Regions from separate parts of the Mus musculus genome. Here regions 2 and 3 are each linked to region 1. Evidence: chromatin contacts called from public HiChIP or PLAC-seq data. All regions are on one chromosome and are shown on one strand. Each heading gives the region's core, a stretch centred on a gene start, on an enhancer-like site or on the middle of the called end of the contact. The rest is flanking DNA. Distances are from core to core; before and after follow the strand shown. Region 1 overlaps Tead4 (TEA domain family member 4). Region 2 overlaps Gm10069 (predicted gene 10069). Region 3 holds the start of Nrip2 (nuclear receptor interacting protein 2).

Region 1 (3,133 bases), core at 448-2,947:
CATACTGAGGTCAGAGGACAACCCCCTCCCACCATGTGGGTCCTGGGAATCGAACTCAGGTCTTCAGTCTTTATAGCTAGAACCTTTATCTGCTAATTACTCTATTGATTGGCTGGTTGGTTGGTAGGTAGGTTGATGTGTGAGTATATGCTATGTTTGATTGGTTGGGTGGTTGGTCGATGTGTGTGTACATGCTATAACATGTATGTGGAAATCAGAGGACAAGGACAGAGTTGGTTTTCTCCTTCCACCTTTACAAGGGTTCCAGTGATCGCACTCTGGTTGTGAGGCTGTGGGGCAAACACTTTACCTGCTCAGCCACCTGGAGATCCTGGTAATCTTGAATTTCTGATCGATCCTATGGCCTCCACCTCCAAAGTGTTACAACTATAGGCGTGTACCTGGGTTATGCAGTGCTGAGGCTCGGGGCTGAACTCTGGGCTTCCTGTATGATTGTCAAGTACTTTACTCCCTAACCCTCCAGGGAGGTTTCTGGGTATCTGATATAGACCAATAATAAACACCCCATTCTCAGCGTGCACTTCTGGGGGGAGGGGCAGCGCTCAGAGTATCAGGAGATTACGTGGTGCTCGGAGCACACTGAGGGTGACAATGAGTGAGGCTGAGGTGTGCTGGTGGGGATGGAGATCCTCGCCCTCGGATCACCCACCGTCAGGGAATATGTCACAAGACCATGGCAGCCATCTCCACCCAGGCCACAAGGCCATTCCAGACACTTCCAGGAACATGAAGGTGAGGTTCCCTGCAAGCACAAATCCTATTGGGCAAGAGGACCCAGAACATTCCAGGAAGCAGCTCAGAGTGGCAGGTAGATGACATCCAGAGAGGTGGCTGAGCTGGATATGAGGGTGGACAAACCCTTTGGGTGCTTCACTGGAAGGACTTGAACGTTTCCTCTGTGTGTGTGTGTGTGTGTGTTTCAGGTTCCTTGTGTATACTAGGTAAGAGCTTTACTGCTGTGCCCAGCACTCTGTACCCTTCCCCCACCCCCTCTTGTATTGCTTAAGCTGAGGACCAGCCCCTGGCAGAAACAATCCTCTTGCCTCTCAGCCTCCCAAGTTGCTGAAACTCTGATACTGCTACGACATCTGGCAGACCTTGGCCTCTTCATCTGAGAAAGATGGGAAGCCAGGGCAGCACCTTTTGGATTTTAGTAGAGATGCCAGCTGCTGGGCTGAGAATAGTCTGAAGCAGGAAGCCAGGTGGAGCGATTAATAACCCAGGCCAGTATCAGTCTGTGAGAGGTCTACATGCTAATATAGTACCTAGATGGGCCCGCCTTAGGTGCCCGATATTGTTGGTCTGCATTTCTTCCTTGCCACTGGGATGCTGGACCGCCGGCATGTCACTCAGGGAAGGTGAAACACAGGGGCAACAGGCTGCATGTGTGCCTTGTCGCTGGGAACTGGAGCACTGTGGAAATGTTGCTCAAGGAAGAAGAACACAGTCTAGGATAGGGGGACAGCAGGAACTGGGACAGATGTTGTGGTTCTCAGTCTCCTGTGTACCCACACACTGCCAGCAACTTTGAGGAGTTGAGAATGGTTGTCCTCACAGGCCCACGCTGAGCCCTTGACATGATGTAGGTGGAATCTGGCTTAGTTCCAAGTATCAACTATAGGGAGGGGCTGGATGCCCAGGAAAGGAAGCTCATTGGCTAAACACTCTGCTGGTCTCTTAGCAGAGTGTCTTGGTCACATGTTTCAGGACAGGTAGTCTGAGGTAGTCTGGCTGGGAGCTGATTCTAACACCTACCATTCTCAATAATGAGATTTACCGGGGTTTTCGAAACTGCTTTGACCTGCCAGCTTTTCTGTTTGGTGACATGGTTGGTTCCACTTGCCCCACAGGCCACAGCATGGTAGCTTGGACCACAGAACTGAGGTGGGGAGAAGGGGTCTAATTTTGGGAATATTTTGAAAGCAGAATGGTGACAGACTCAGTCATTCCTTCATCCATGTGTTGATTCCATTCATCTGGTTCCAAACACTGGCGATATTAACTTGTTTTGAAACATGGTCTCATTATGTAGCCCAGGCTGGCCTGTAATTTCTGACACTCCTGCTGTCCGTTTCCCAAGTACTGGGTCACAAGCATGGACCCCGACTGCTAACTTTGGAGGTACAGACTGGAGTAAGAACAGACTGAATCGTGTGCACATTCTTTTCCTCTGGGATACTAAGAACCTAAACAGATGCAGATAATTGATAAGCTGCCAAGGCAAGAAAGAACCAGAGGAGCAGCCCAAGACCGATTTCCCAGACATCCCTAAGGTTCGCAGCATCCCCTGCTGGGTTGGCTAGTTTTATGCTAATTTGTCACAAGCTAGTCATCAGTGAGGAGGGAGCCCCCCTTGAGAAAGTGTCTTGTTAAGATGGACTGTAGGCAAGCCTGGAGGGCATTTTCTTAATTAGTGATTGATGTGAGGCCCAGCCTGTTGTGGGTAAGGCCACCCCTGGGCTGGTCCCAGGTTCTATAAGAAAGCAAGCTAAGCAAGCCACGGGAGCAGTCCACTAAGCAGCATCCCTCCCAGGTTTCTGCTCTGCTTAACTTCCTGTCCTGACTTCCTTTTATGATGAACTGCGATGTGGAAGTGTAAGCCAAATAAATCTTTTCCTCCCCACATTGCTTTGGCCATGGTGTTTCATCACGGCAATAGTTACCCTGACTAAGCCTCCTGCCTTCCCTTTCAATCCAGCTGTCCCGCCACCAACACTCAGACTCGCTCTCGTGTCTCCAGCCTTGGATTGGCCTGTGGTTCTCAGAAACTTCTTCTCTGTCATTCCTAACTTATTCCTGGCCTTTCTCTCTGAATTCTGATAGATTCTTTAAGCTAAGAGTGTATTCTCCTTCCCAAGAGACTGACTGAGCAGCAGGCTTCTCATCCTGTCTTTAAAAAAAAAAAAAAAAAAAAAGAAGGACTGGGTTTACCCTCTAGCCCAGGCTGGACTCAAACTAGAAGCAGTCTTCCCTGCTTGGACTCCTAAGTGCCTCCATAATAGATAAGGACCGCCATGCCTGGCCTGAGTTCTCACAGAACCAGTGTTAAGCCGGGCAGTGGTGGCGCACGCCTTTAATCCCAGCACTTGGGAGGCAGAGGCAGGAGGATTTC
Region 2 (3,133 bases), core at 203-2,702, 210 kb before region 1:
GACTCTCCTCTCCATGCTAGGGAAGGCCTCCCATAAGCCAAAATACTGGATTCCACACTAGACAGAGTGTGAGGTGAGCATAAGAGACCTCAAAGCCTACCACAGTGACACACTTACTTCAACAAGGCCATATTTCATATTAGTGCCACTCCCCCTGGGCCAAGTATTTAAATACATGAATCTATGGGAGCCATACCTAGTCAAACCACCACAAAGGAATTAGAAAGGGGGATGGAGGGTGAAGCTCATTGTATAAATGAAAAAAATTACTATATGAGTTGATTATGTAAATAAATAAAAATCCAAGAGTCATAAGCATGTAAATATAAAATCATTATTTAAAGATATAAAACTAATATTCATTGTACATGTATTAAACTATCTAAATAAGTAAGTACATATAACTTCACCTAGCTCCTTCCACTCTGTAACATGGACTGGAACAATATTATGTCTCAGGAGCAATTTTCTGCAGTACTTGTTTCTACTGTTGCAAGACTCCCAGGCAAAGCCAGCTTAAGGCAGAGAGGGTTTATATTATCTCACAGTTTGAGGCCACAATCCATCATGGAGGGGAACCCATGGTGTGGGGAGCTTGAGGTGGCTGGTCACACTGTGAACACAGCAGGAAGCATGGATGAATGGTAGTATTCATTACTTCCTCTTTGCTATTCATCCCAAGACTTCACAACCCACAGAATGATACCATACATAGGATGGGTCTTTCCACTTCAACTCAACCTAAACCTCTTCACAGACTTCCTTAGTAATTCTGGATCCTATAGAATGGTGGTGGTGCTCCAGGAGTCAAGAGGGAGAGGAGGATGGATCTGAGTTCAAATCCAGCCTCGTCTACAGAGTGAGGTCCACTCTGTAGGGCTACGCAAAGAAACCCTGTCTTGAAAAACAAAAGAAATGATCACACACTGGATGGTTTATAAACAATGACATATTAAGTTGCTGGTCCCGGCATGGCCTTGGTGTCAGAATGACATGGTTCCTGCTACTGGGACAGGGCTGGCAGACGTGGGCCTCCACAAGCGTCTGATGGTTGCCGCGTGCATAGGCTTCTTCCCAGGCAAAGCCAATCTGCATTCCTCCTTTAAGGAATGTCTTCCCTGTTAATTAATGTTAATGACTCCATGGAAATCAGAGTCGTGAGTCCAGGAGGCCAAAGTGTGGCCAATGTCTCAGCAAAACGGTAAACACTGGGACCTTCAGGACAGCCCTTAAAGCTGTGGGAAAGAACTCTAAAAACGCGATTTTTAAAATATATAATTTCTCAGCTATGCGAAAAAATAAGGATGCATGTGAATTATGAGGGGCTTCATGAATCTAAAAGAACAAAGGCAGCGGTATTAACGAGCCACCTTGTCAGAAAGATACAGAGGCAGGCAGATAAAAAGGCAGGCAGATTCCTGAGTTCAAGGTCAGCCTGAGGCTCAGGTGTGGTAGAAATGGTAATTTCAGGGCGGGGTCTCACCCAGCTAGTTTATTACCTGTGTTTAACAGAGGCAGGGAGATCTCTGAATTCTTTTGCAAAGTTAAAAGAAAATGTGTGCTTGCTGTTTCCCAGGAGTTAAGGGACTGGGGTCACTGGATGCTGATTCATAGGATAATCTAAAGGAAAACTGAAGTAAATGACTGGATCCATATGAAAAATAAAAGACTGGGCTTTTGATCTGCAGGAGATGAGCTATCCAGAGAATTTTTTAGAATATATAGAGAGAACTGCTTGGAGAACTGTCTCAAGCAGAACACAGTAAGAGAACTGCCTAGAGATCTCCAGAGAGAGCAGATCAGAGAGAAAGAGCAGATGGGGAGGGGGAGGGGGAGGGGGAGAGGGAGAGAGAATGCAGAACAGAGAAAAAAGCGGTTGGAAAGCTGCCTCCAGCAGAACACAGGCCAGGCCACCACCAGCTTGGACCCACGATTTGACTTTGAACCTTTTGTTTTTGCTGCTCCCTGACACCCCTTCTCTCAGAACCCCTCTCCAAGTCAAGACTGGTCCTTGGCATTAAGTTTCCACAGGTCTCAAGTCCAAAGTCAAATCAGATTTGATGTCCATTCCTGAGTGCTGTGTCTTCACAGAGCACCTAAAGCTTGCAGCTCTTCATCCCCTTACCTTGGGTGTTAGGAATCCCACTAGGAATTTCTGAAATCATAAACACTCAAGTTATCATACCACAAGCATTAGCCCGGCTTCTCCAGGATAACAGAAGCAGTTGGGTGCATGCATGCATGTGTACATGTGCGTGTATATGTGTATATAGTCTAACTTCTTCAGGTGAGGCTATCAGGCTGGAGAACACAGAGGATCGAATTTGTAGTTCATGAATACTGCTGGCTTTTACTTCTCTGTCAGACTTTGTCCTATTCAATGGCCCCCTTCATTTGCTTTACTTAAAATCAGCCAAATTTAGTGTTATACTCATTCAAAAACACCTTCCCAGAAAACAGGAAAAAAAATCAGACCAACTATCTGGGCACTGCAGCTTTGCCAAGCTGGCTGACAACATAACCAGCACATAGTTCCATCCCTCTATTCACCACATACACTCCCAATACACAGCCCATTTCAATTAATCTTGTAAATCCTACAACATAAGTAAATACTCTCGTTTTTAACTATGCAGAACCAATGATTCAGGATGATTTAATCTGAAAATGTACACATCTAGAATCTTGGGCCAGTCAGGGTGGCATACACCTTTAATTCCAGAACTTGGGGGACAGAGGCAGGCATATCTCTGTAGGTCAGCCTGGTCTACCTAATGAGTTCCAGGCCAGCCAGGGAACACTTGTCCTGGGGGAGGGGCATGTGAATCACTGCCAACTTCAGTGAAATAACACAGTCAGTTCTAAGCAAATAGAAACCAAACTCCCATCTCCCTCATTTCTCAAGGTGCTCAAAAACCAAGCCAGGTGCTCTGGAGTTCAAGACCACCCTGGAGAAACATAGTCAAACACCAGCTTTAATAATAAACATGGGAGGAGTGTGGGGGTCAGGGGGTGGGAGGAGAACCTGATCTGGTATTGGGTGAGGGAAAAGGACTGAAGCTGGAAATAGGCAACCTCAGGAGATAGAAGGTTGGGGGACACTCCAGAATGTACTGAAAGAACCTAGTGGGGA
Region 3 (3,133 bases), core at 473-2,972, 140 kb before region 1:
AAAAGGCTGAGCTTGCTACTCTGAGGTGGTAGTGTCCACAGAGCAAGACAGGTGTAGGACTGTATGAAGAAGCACAAGGCCCAGGCCCTGGGACATCAAAGAACCTGCTCTCACATCCCTCCCTATTCCTCAACTGTCTCCTGTGTTCTCTGGGCTGCTGAGACGGGACTTGGAGAAGGACAGAAAGGCAGAGCCAGGTCAGTTAAAGCAACAGAGAATGCATTTACCCCCCAGGAAGAAGCAGCTCCCACAGGATGGAATTCTGGATTCTCCGGACCCCCCAGAAGCCCCAGCAACTCAAAAGCTAAAAGGACCCATAGCTAGAAGCATTCCCAATCGTCTCCCTTAGTGTTGCTATTAGCTAGGCAATGTCACAGTGCTAAGTATGTGGAAGCCTAGGTGACCTGTTTACCAGGTGGATGCTCGCAACTTTATTCCTTTCTAACAGATGGAGATAACAAGGCACAGAGACAACTTTCCAAATTACAGCCAGAATTTGGTCCCAAGCAAGGTGGTTCCAAAGCCCGTGCTCTTAACCATTATATCCCTGGGGGCAAAGACTGCACGCTGACCCTAGCCCCCCTTACCTCCTCATTGTCACCCTCGGCCTGTTCCCTCTGGGGGGCCAAAATTGCTGCAGTGGTTTGGGAGGAAGGGACATAAGGACACAGACAGGTCCAGGTCAGAGCCATATGAACCCCTGATTGCCCAGGAGACCCTCAGTAAGTGGGTGATAGGGGGGAAAGGGCAAAAGTGGGGGCAGGTCTGAGGAATGGGGCAAATTCGTGGGCAGCTTTGAAGGAATCTAGAAGTAGGAGTCATAACCCCGGGGTGACGGATCCTCTAGGCCTTACTGTCCTTATGTGTCCATTCCCTGGGAATCCCGGGTCCTCTAGGCTGCGCTGAACAACATGACTCTCCACTACCCCAGGATAGCCTTGGGCTTTAAGGGGGGAAAACGGTGGAAGCTGAGTTATGAGCCCAGGGACCCTCACTGCCACCAGGCCAAGAAACATTCCCAATGAAGGATCTGGGGAGGATTGGGGGGCTGCAAGTTGGCAGAAACATCTTTCCCATCTCAACAGGAGAAAGAAATTTGAAGATTGAGGCTCTGCCCTTTAGACCACCTCCCTTCACCCCAAACACAGGATATGAAGAAGAGGAGAGAAAGGGTCAGGGTCCTTACCAGGTCCTTAGAGGTGCCGAGTCTCTTGAGGCTGTCCAGGGGCAGCAGGTCAGCCGAGTCCTTGTGCAAGAACTGGGTGGCCTGTTTGAGTTGGCGCTGCTGGCTCAGGTGGGCTCGGTCCCGAAGCGAAGCTTCCTGTTCTTTCCTGGAGTCTCCCTCATCTCTCCTGGCCTCTTGCCCGGTGCTCATGGTCTTCTGTGGAAAGCAGACAGGGTGTATGGGAGTCTCTCTCCACCTCCTTTTTGCTCCCAGCTCCCCCTATAGCTTCTGCCTTTCTCTGTCTCCGGACTGCGGCTCTCCCTCTGACAGGAGGGTCTCAGCAGGAAGAAAAGAAGAAATAAATAAATAATAGGCGAGAGCAGCGCGTCAGACACCAGTTTCCAGAGATTGCAGTAGAGGGAGCGAGGTTCCGGCTGGAAAAACCCAGCCCTAAAGGAGAGGGAGGGCGAGCAGGGCCTGCAGCTGGTAGGCTGCAAAGCCTGCAGCTCTGGGGTCCTGCTCAGAGTGGGTGGTGGATGGTTGTGTGTGTGTGTGTGTGTGTGTGTGTGTGTGTGTGTGTGTGTGTGTGTGCGCGCGCGCGCGCACGCGGGTGTTGTAAACTGTCAGGAGGCTGTGCCAAGTCATCAGAGAGAGGTGAGTGCCATTGTGTGGGGGCGCATGTTTGGTATGTGTGGGGAAGCAGGCATGCATGTCCCTTGTCTCTTGTGTTTTGTGGACCGGCTCTGCTGTCCCCTTCCAGTCTCTGAACAGTCAGCCACCCAGCTCTTTTCTCATGCTGCTGTCCTTTGCTACTAGGGTTTGAGGTGCTGGCCAGAGAGGGACAGTATGAGAGTGGCCTCCCCACCTCTCCTCCATCTGCCATCAGCCACCCTCCTTGCTTGGCCTCTCCCTGTCAGTCCCAATATCTCTCTCGAATTGCAAAGAGATCAGGAACGTTCTAGTAATACTCACCTCTGAGATCTTCCCTGTTAGACGCTGAAGTCCCAGTGATTCCATGATGAGGAATTCTGGGAATGTTCTGGGCCTAATACATCTCTCCAACTGGGTTAGTCTGTGACTCACCTTGGTCCTCTCCCATCAGAATCCCAACTACTTGGGAAGGTGAGACAGGAGGATCACAATTCAAGGCCTGCCTGGACTACAGTGTGAGTTCACTCTCAGGCTTTCAATTTAGTGAAATATATATATATATATATATAATTTGTTTATTATATGTAAGTACACTGCATCTATCTTTGGGCACACCAGAAGGCATCTGATCTCATTACAGAGGGTTGTGAGCTACCATGTGGTTGCTGGGATTTGAACTCAGGACCCTGGAAAAGCAGTCAGTTAAGAGACCTCAGTTAAGAGCAGCTCTTAACCGCTGAGCCATCTCTCCAGTCCAATTTAGTGAAATCTTAAAAATAAAAAGAAGGGGGCTGAAGAGGTGGCTCAGTAGCTAAGAGCATTGGCTGCTCTTCTGGAGGACCAGGGCTCAATTCCCAGCATCCACATAGTGGCTCACAACTGTCTGCAGCTCACAACTATCTGTAACCCCAGTTCCAGGGGGTCCATGGCACCAGACATGCCCGTGGTACATATATACATATACATGTACATATGCACAGAGGCAAAATACCCATACACATAAAATAAAAATAAAAAGAAGGGTTGATGTCCCAGAGAAGGGGGATGCTAGTGGGGTGAGCACCCTCTTAGAGGCAAAGGGGAGGGGGGTTCATGGAGAGGAGACAAGGAAGAGGGATAATATTTGAAATATAAACAAAAAGATTAATAAATAAAAAACAAAACAAAAAATTAAAATAAAAAGAAGGGCCTGGAAAGATGGCTTGGGACTTAAGAGTGTTTACTGCTAGCCCAGCAGTGGTGGTGCATGCCTTTAATCCCAGCACTTGGTAGGCAGAGGCTAGACGGATCTCTATAAGTTGGAGGCCAGCCTGATCT

Evidence for each region. HiChIP or PLAC-seq counts read pairs in DNA pulled down with a chosen protein or histone mark.
Region 2: a contact with region 1 is called in an H3K27ac HiChIP or PLAC-seq map of embryonic stem cells, with 8 read pairs. The contact joins two enhancer-like sites. A contact is called at or near these places in 1 of 484 Hi-C or Micro-C datasets (olfactory sensory neurons) and 1 of 115 datasets of contacts at active chromatin or transcription factors (embryonic stem cells).
Region 3: an H3K27ac HiChIP or PLAC-seq map of embryonic stem cells shows a contact between it and region 1, with 5 read pairs. The contact joins the promoter of Nrip2 here to the enhancer-like site in region 1. A contact is called at or near these places in 6 of 39 promoter capture datasets (the 3T3-L1 cell line, the HPC-7 cell line, cranial neural crest and 3 more), 15 of 484 Hi-C or Micro-C datasets (the 3T3-L1 cell line, the AML12 cell line, the P5424 cell line and 11 more), 2 of 115 datasets of contacts at active chromatin or transcription factors (embryonic stem cells and pancreatic cancer cells) and 4 of 9 other capture datasets (adipose tissue, embryonic stem cells, liver and 1 more).

Annotation. Positions count from the first base shown.
Region 1 is chr6:128,253,970-128,257,102 of GRCm38.p6, reverse strand. The region is part of intron 2 of Tead4 (TEA domain family member 4); the gene reads left to right. Among named protein-coding and RNA genes, the nearest start is that of Tead4, 45 kb to the left of the region's middle. Within about 2 kb of position 1,697, at least 11 of the 459 cell types and tissues checked have an H3K27ac peak or open chromatin away from gene starts, as enhancers often do. A contact at or near this core is called in embryonic stem cells, where this site is marked.
Region 2 is chr6:128,459,235-128,462,367 of GRCm38.p6, reverse strand. The region is part of intron 2 of Gm10069 (predicted gene 10069); the gene reads right to left. Among named protein-coding and RNA genes, the nearest start is that of Gm10069, 22 kb to the right of the region's middle. Within about 2 kb of position 1,452, at least 18 of the 459 cell types and tissues checked have an H3K27ac peak or open chromatin away from gene starts, as enhancers often do. A contact at or near this core is called in embryonic stem cells, where this site is marked.
Region 3 is chr6:128,398,355-128,401,487 of GRCm38.p6, reverse strand. Nrip2 (nuclear receptor interacting protein 2) reads right to left here and starts at 1,722. Exons shown (of 6, transcript NM_021717.2): 1 at 1,187-1,722. The coding sequence starts at 1,375.